Linked DNA regions of Sus scrofa: region 2 is linked to region 1. Evidence: chromatin contacts called from public HiChIP or PLAC-seq data. All regions are on one chromosome and are shown on one strand. Each heading gives the region's core, a stretch centred on a gene start, on an enhancer-like site or on the middle of the called end of the contact. The rest is flanking DNA. Distances are from core to core; before and after follow the strand shown.

Region 1 (2,694 bases), core at 97-2,596:
CATCGAGCCTCCAACCCTCCACAACTCTCACCTGGTTCACTCCTTGGGGCTCCTCCGGAAATCAGCACAGAGTGTCAATAGCATATTAGCTCTCTTGGGGTGGCGATGATGAAAATGAGGATTTTTGTGGGTTGTTGCTGAAATAAGGATTGTGAAACACCAAGGTTTCTTATCGGGAAAAGTTGTGCAGGGCTTCAGAGAAGCCAGCTCTTTGGCCTCACAACTACCTGGAGACAGAATAGCAGAGGGGGGCCTCTCTGATTTAAGGGCATTTCATCTAAGACTATCTCTGCTCTTGGGCACAGGATATAAAACTGAGTGGAGTAGGGGGAGACTTTGGAACAGCCTGCTGGGAGCAACGGGGACTAGTGAACTCAGTTCTTGAGGGACTTCTGACCACACACAACTGTATGAACACCTTAGCTGCAGCCCTGTTTCTCCCATTTGAATTTCCATCTGGCTAATCAGCAAGGGTTACACCTTGGTCTGCCATGTGCTCCCTTTTGAGGAACCAGTAGGGTGTAGCAGAAAAGTCAGAACCCAGGATTGCAGACCCTGAGGAAGGCGCTAGATTTTCTGAGCTTTGGCTTTCTCTTCTGTGAACCAGGGAACAGGATACTTCTGTAAGTAGCAGTGGAAAGGATGTCATGAGATGATGTATAGGCACATCCTCTGCATTGTCCCTGGCGCATAGTAGGTGCTCATGAGAGAGTTTTTATTTTGTATCCTCTGGGAATCGCATGTTTAACATGTATCTCCTATAAATGCATGACTCCGTGCTTAGTGTCAGAAGACAATACGAAGATTAAAACATAAAACAAAGGAAAAAACTGGAAGCCTGGCCTCAAGGAGCTTTCAGTCTAGTGGGAAACACAGACTTGCACATAGTTGTAATTCTGACGCATGGGAGCCTTTCCTTTGCTGTCACAAGCCTGACTCTACCCAGAAAGCCCGGCTGTGTCAGCGAGCCGTGGGTCCCACGTTCTCTTTCAGGAAACCGTGGACATGCTGAAGAGTCACATTAAAGAGGAACTGATGCAAGGGGAGGAATCTGACTCTGTGTATGAGTCCATGGCCCACCTTTCCACAGACCTGCTCATGAAGTGCTCCCTCAACCCCGGCTGCGACGAGGAGCTGTACGAGTCCATGGCAGCCTTCGTCCCAGCGGCCACCGAGGACCTCTGTAAGTAGCCCGGCTTAGTTCTGCTTCCATCTTTCTGCTGACCAGTGGTTTCTTCCTTCTGGTGGGGGGTGGGGGGGGAAGTCCCTGCTTAACCCCACCCCACCCTGGAGAGGTGAAGATCCTATTTACACAGAGTTAGACTGGTTGTCATGTGCTGTGGCAAGCAGAATCCTCCTTCAGACTTCCCCTGCTGTGACTGCTGTGTTACCGGAAAGTTTAAGTAAGGGCCCGGGACTCGGAGCTGATGAAGGCTGCCTTGTGAGCTAACATCAGTAATTTCGAACTCTGGCAGTTCCAGTGGGCCCTTTTCCAAGCAAACATTTTGTAATGCCCCCTTACTCCCTTGACCTGAGATTCATATAATACTACCTGCCTCCATATGAAATTCTAGAAATCAAGCATATGTCCTAAGTGAAACATAAAAGCACAGTAAAAGGAGAGGAAATCCTCATATGTAACTACACATGAGGACATAATGAAATAAGGGTTGCGAAACACCAAGGTTTCTTGGATGCAGTCACCCACACTCAGAATCACTGCCAATGTCATGGCCTCCAACACGAGCCGACACGTTTATTGTGTCGGTGACTTGGATACTGCTGGCAGTGTTGGCATCAGCGCCTGGATCTTCCTAAATGGCCAGCGATTCCTCACACTCCTTTCCATTTTCATAGCAGTTGAATTCCTGAAAAATTCAGTGTAAATCAAAACCATGCAAAAATGTAAGTTGTATGTGTAAACGAAGCAGCTTAGTGTCTAGACTAAGAAAATTATAAACAAGGCTTTTTAATAAGCTAATTTTATTGGATTAATATATAATAAAATTATTGCCAAAATACCATATCTCCAGGACATGATTTTTTTAGTAAATTGCTTACCAAATTTTTCCCATTTTTGGTGATCTTAATCATTTTTTTTCAATAGCAAAAGTAATACATTCTTACAAAAATTTGAAACAAAATAAAACTGTATAACCGAGTTATTAAAAGTCCACTCAACCAACCAGTATAACATACATAATAGTTTGGTGGGTATTTTTGCCCATATTTTTCCTGATACTTGCTGATTTAAATTTTAAAAATTTATATACACATGCATATGCATATAAACAGATAAGTACAAATATATATGTACAAATACATATAATAAGCAGTTTTTTAATCTATATGTGTGTCTAGTGAAATATTTAAAAGTCAAGAGGGACATAAAACGGGGCTATCCCCCACAAAGAAGGATGTCTAACATCTTTCTCCCTTCTGCTCATTGCAAGTAGCCTCCCTACATCAAGGTGACAGCCCAAAATACCCTACTAGGTTTTTCCCAAATGCCCTCTAGAGGGCAGTGCCGCTCCCCCTGAGAACCACTGGTTTAAACATTGGATTACAATGCACGGGTCAGAACTGAAGTAGGAGGACTACGCGACGGGCCCTCTAAGAGCCTTCTTTATATGTTACCACCATTTACCGTCAGATGCTAAGAGCTCTGAAACATTGCCTACAGCTTTGCTCTCC
Region 2 (2,694 bases), core at 126-2,625, 70 kb before region 1:
TAGATGATATTAAGGGTGCTGGTTAGTTGACCTTAAAATAGGGAGGTTTTCCTGGATTATCTGTGTGGGATCAAAGTAATCACTAAACTCTTCAGTGGAAGACAGGGGAGACAGACAGAGATGTGATGATGGAAGCAGGATCAGAGAGATGCTATGTCGCTGGCTTTGAAGATGGAGGTGGGGGGGGCATAAGTCAAGAAATGTGTGTAGTTTTCTCTAGCAGCTGAAAAAAGGCAAGGAACTGGATTCTTTACTAGAGCTTCCAGAAAGAGGCCCAATCCTGCCGACACCTGGATTTTAGCCCTGTGTGTCTCATGTTGGACTTCTGAAATAAGGAACTGTAAGATAATAAATTTGTGTTATTTTAGGTCACTGGATGTGTAGTAATTTGTTTTGGCAGCAGTAGAAAATTAATTCTTGGTCTGAACCCTGATATTTCCATTTTGTAAATCCATTTCATTTCTTTCCACCTGCACTGGAACCCTATCTTTCTGTCATCTCTGCTCTCTGGCCCATCCCTGGGACCCTGCATCTTTGAGGACTCCAAGAGCACAGTGTTATTCAGACCCATCACTGGGGCCGCGAAGGGAGGAGCACTAGAAGCAGGGAGGCGAGAGCGAGGGTTAATGGAGAGCTCTAGCCCTGGACTCAGGCAGACCCAGTATGGAACGTCAGGTAGCATTTACTTCCTGTGGGAGTCTGAGCCCAGGGATTCGGCGTGTTTCTTCAGCGCTAACTTGAAGACAGTGAGAGCCACTACCTCAAAGGCATGAAAGACAATGATAACTATATCATGTATTTATCATATGTGATTATCATTAGTGTTCATGTGCCATCAGGAGACCAGGTCCAAGGAATTACAGGAAGGTCACTGGAGGGTAATCAAGGGCAACACCAAGCACTCAGGGCCAGGTGCCAGGGAAGGTGCCCCTCTTCCCCTTCCTAGTCCCCTCCCCTTCCTGCCAGGGCAGCGGCTCAGGGAGAAAGCCCCAGGGACTGGGGAGAGGGCTGGCCCAGGTGTGTTCATATACAGCCCCTGCCCCAAGTCACAGAGGCCGGGCAGCTCACCCTTCTCCCTCGTTATTCTCTCCACGCCCCTTTCAAGTCTGGGTGCCCTTGGGTAGCCGATCCGGCGGGTTTCACGGGAGTGGAGGGCGCATGAAGCCCCCTACCTCCTGCCCTACCCTGAGGGAGCTATGGTGGGGAGCGAGGGGGCGCGCGGGGAGCTGGCCGCCGGCCGGCCAAGGGGGGGTTCTCACTTCCCCTCCCCAACGGCCGCGGGTGCAGGTGCCGCGGGCAGAGCCCCACCGGCGGGGCGGGCCCTGTGGACACGCCCTCGCGGCGAGTCCTCGCTGTCCGTCCGGAGGAAGCGCCAGAACTGCGGCCGGTGCTGCGCTGAGCCGGGCGCCCTCCCGTCCCGCGCCAGGGACCCAGCCGGGCCCGCTCCGGCCCCGGGCCCAGCGCGCAGGGAGCGGGCACGGAGGACAGCAGCCGGCGGCATGGCAGCCTCAGGTGGGTAGGCCAGGCGCCGGTCCCTCTCCCCGCCTCCCATCCGCGCGCCCTCTCGCCCGCCGCCGCCCGCCGGGCGCTGTCCCCTTCTCGATTCCGGCTGCGTCCTTGGCGCGGGTTCTCTGTTCTTTCTGTTCTTTTCTCTGTTCCTTGTCGCAAACTTCTCACTCCAACTTTCCCAGGTTTCCGGTCCCAGCCCGTTGCGCGATTCTCTTCAGCCCCTGCCCAACCCCTCTCCTGTCCCCCTTCTCAGCCTCCTTTTCTCCCTCCAGCACTGGCCCTTGAGCTTCTGAGGATCATTCTCCCTGTTCTACTATGTCTGTGAGCCGAGAGTCTAGTTTAAAGAAGGTGGAGAGCCCACTTGTCTCTGCCGGCGAAACGCTTCTCTTGGTGCCCCATCGGGCCAATAGGGGGCGCCCAGACAGTCCAAGGTTGGAGACGGGCCCTGGGGCCACCTTCCTAAACCAGCTTCCTCTACCCTCATAGGCTTTGTTTTTCCTCTAGAATTTCTGTAGGAGTCTAGGAACATCATTCCTTTACTTTACTTTTCCTATGTCCTTTGCAGAACTTTGGGGACCTTGGGGAGAGGTGGAAGAAACCAGGTAATCATCAAAAGGTGTCAGGAGTCAGTTGTGATCAGCCTTGGGTTCTTTTCTTGTTCACGGGCACATACTCTTGGCAAGGCACTTGCTGAAATCTAAGACAAACATAGTGACGATGATGTAAATAGAGACAACTAATGAGCAGTGACTCCACAGTTTAATGGATATTGTGCACCTAAATGTGTCCTCAGTTGTGACTAGGTAACCCTAATCTCTGCTTCAAGTTTACAGTCTGTGAAGGCATGCAATAAGTAAACAGAGAATTACTAGATGAGTAGTTTAGAGGTACCATGTTTGTAAAGGGGCTTACTTGTATTTTCCCAGCCCATCTTAGGATGTTTTATTAGAGAAAACATGTGGAAACAGAATGTTAAAATCTTCTTGAAAAATAAAATCTAGTTGGGCTGGGAGAAGGAGCTGTTCTTGGAGAGAATGTGGGCTGATGCTAGAATGAAGGGCCAGCTCTTTCCAGACCTCCTGAGGTGTAGCCTTCTAATAGTACTTTGGAAGAAAAGGCCAATGGTGACAGTTCTGTTAGATTTGGTGATACAGGCTCATTTTTTAAGGAGAGTGGGAAGATAGC

What was found. HiChIP or PLAC-seq counts read pairs in DNA pulled down with a chosen protein or histone mark.
Region 2: a contact with region 1 is called in an H3K27ac HiChIP or PLAC-seq map of alveolar macrophages. The contact joins the promoter of PIK3AP1 here to the enhancer-like site in region 1. A contact is called at or near these places in 10 of 47 Hi-C or Micro-C datasets (alveolar macrophages, blood, heart right ventricle and 2 more) and 1 of 2 datasets of contacts at active chromatin or transcription factors (alveolar macrophages).

The regions. Positions count from the first base shown.
Region 1 is chr14:108,087,528-108,090,221 of Sscrofa11.1, reverse strand. PIK3AP1 (phosphoinositide-3-kinase adaptor protein 1) reads left to right here. Exons shown (of 17, transcript NM_001244503.1): 8 at 994-1,183. Among named protein-coding and RNA genes, the nearest start is that of TM9SF3, 55 kb to the right of the region's middle. Within about 2 kb of position 1,346, at least 8 of the 83 cell types and tissues checked have an H3K27ac peak or open chromatin away from gene starts, as enhancers often do. A contact at or near this core is called in alveolar macrophages and liver, where this site is marked.
Region 2 is chr14:108,157,637-108,160,330 of Sscrofa11.1, reverse strand. It overlaps PIK3AP1 (phosphoinositide-3-kinase adaptor protein 1), which reads left to right and starts at 1,375. Exons shown (of 17, transcript NM_001244503.1): 1 at 1,375-1,512. The coding sequence starts at 1,500.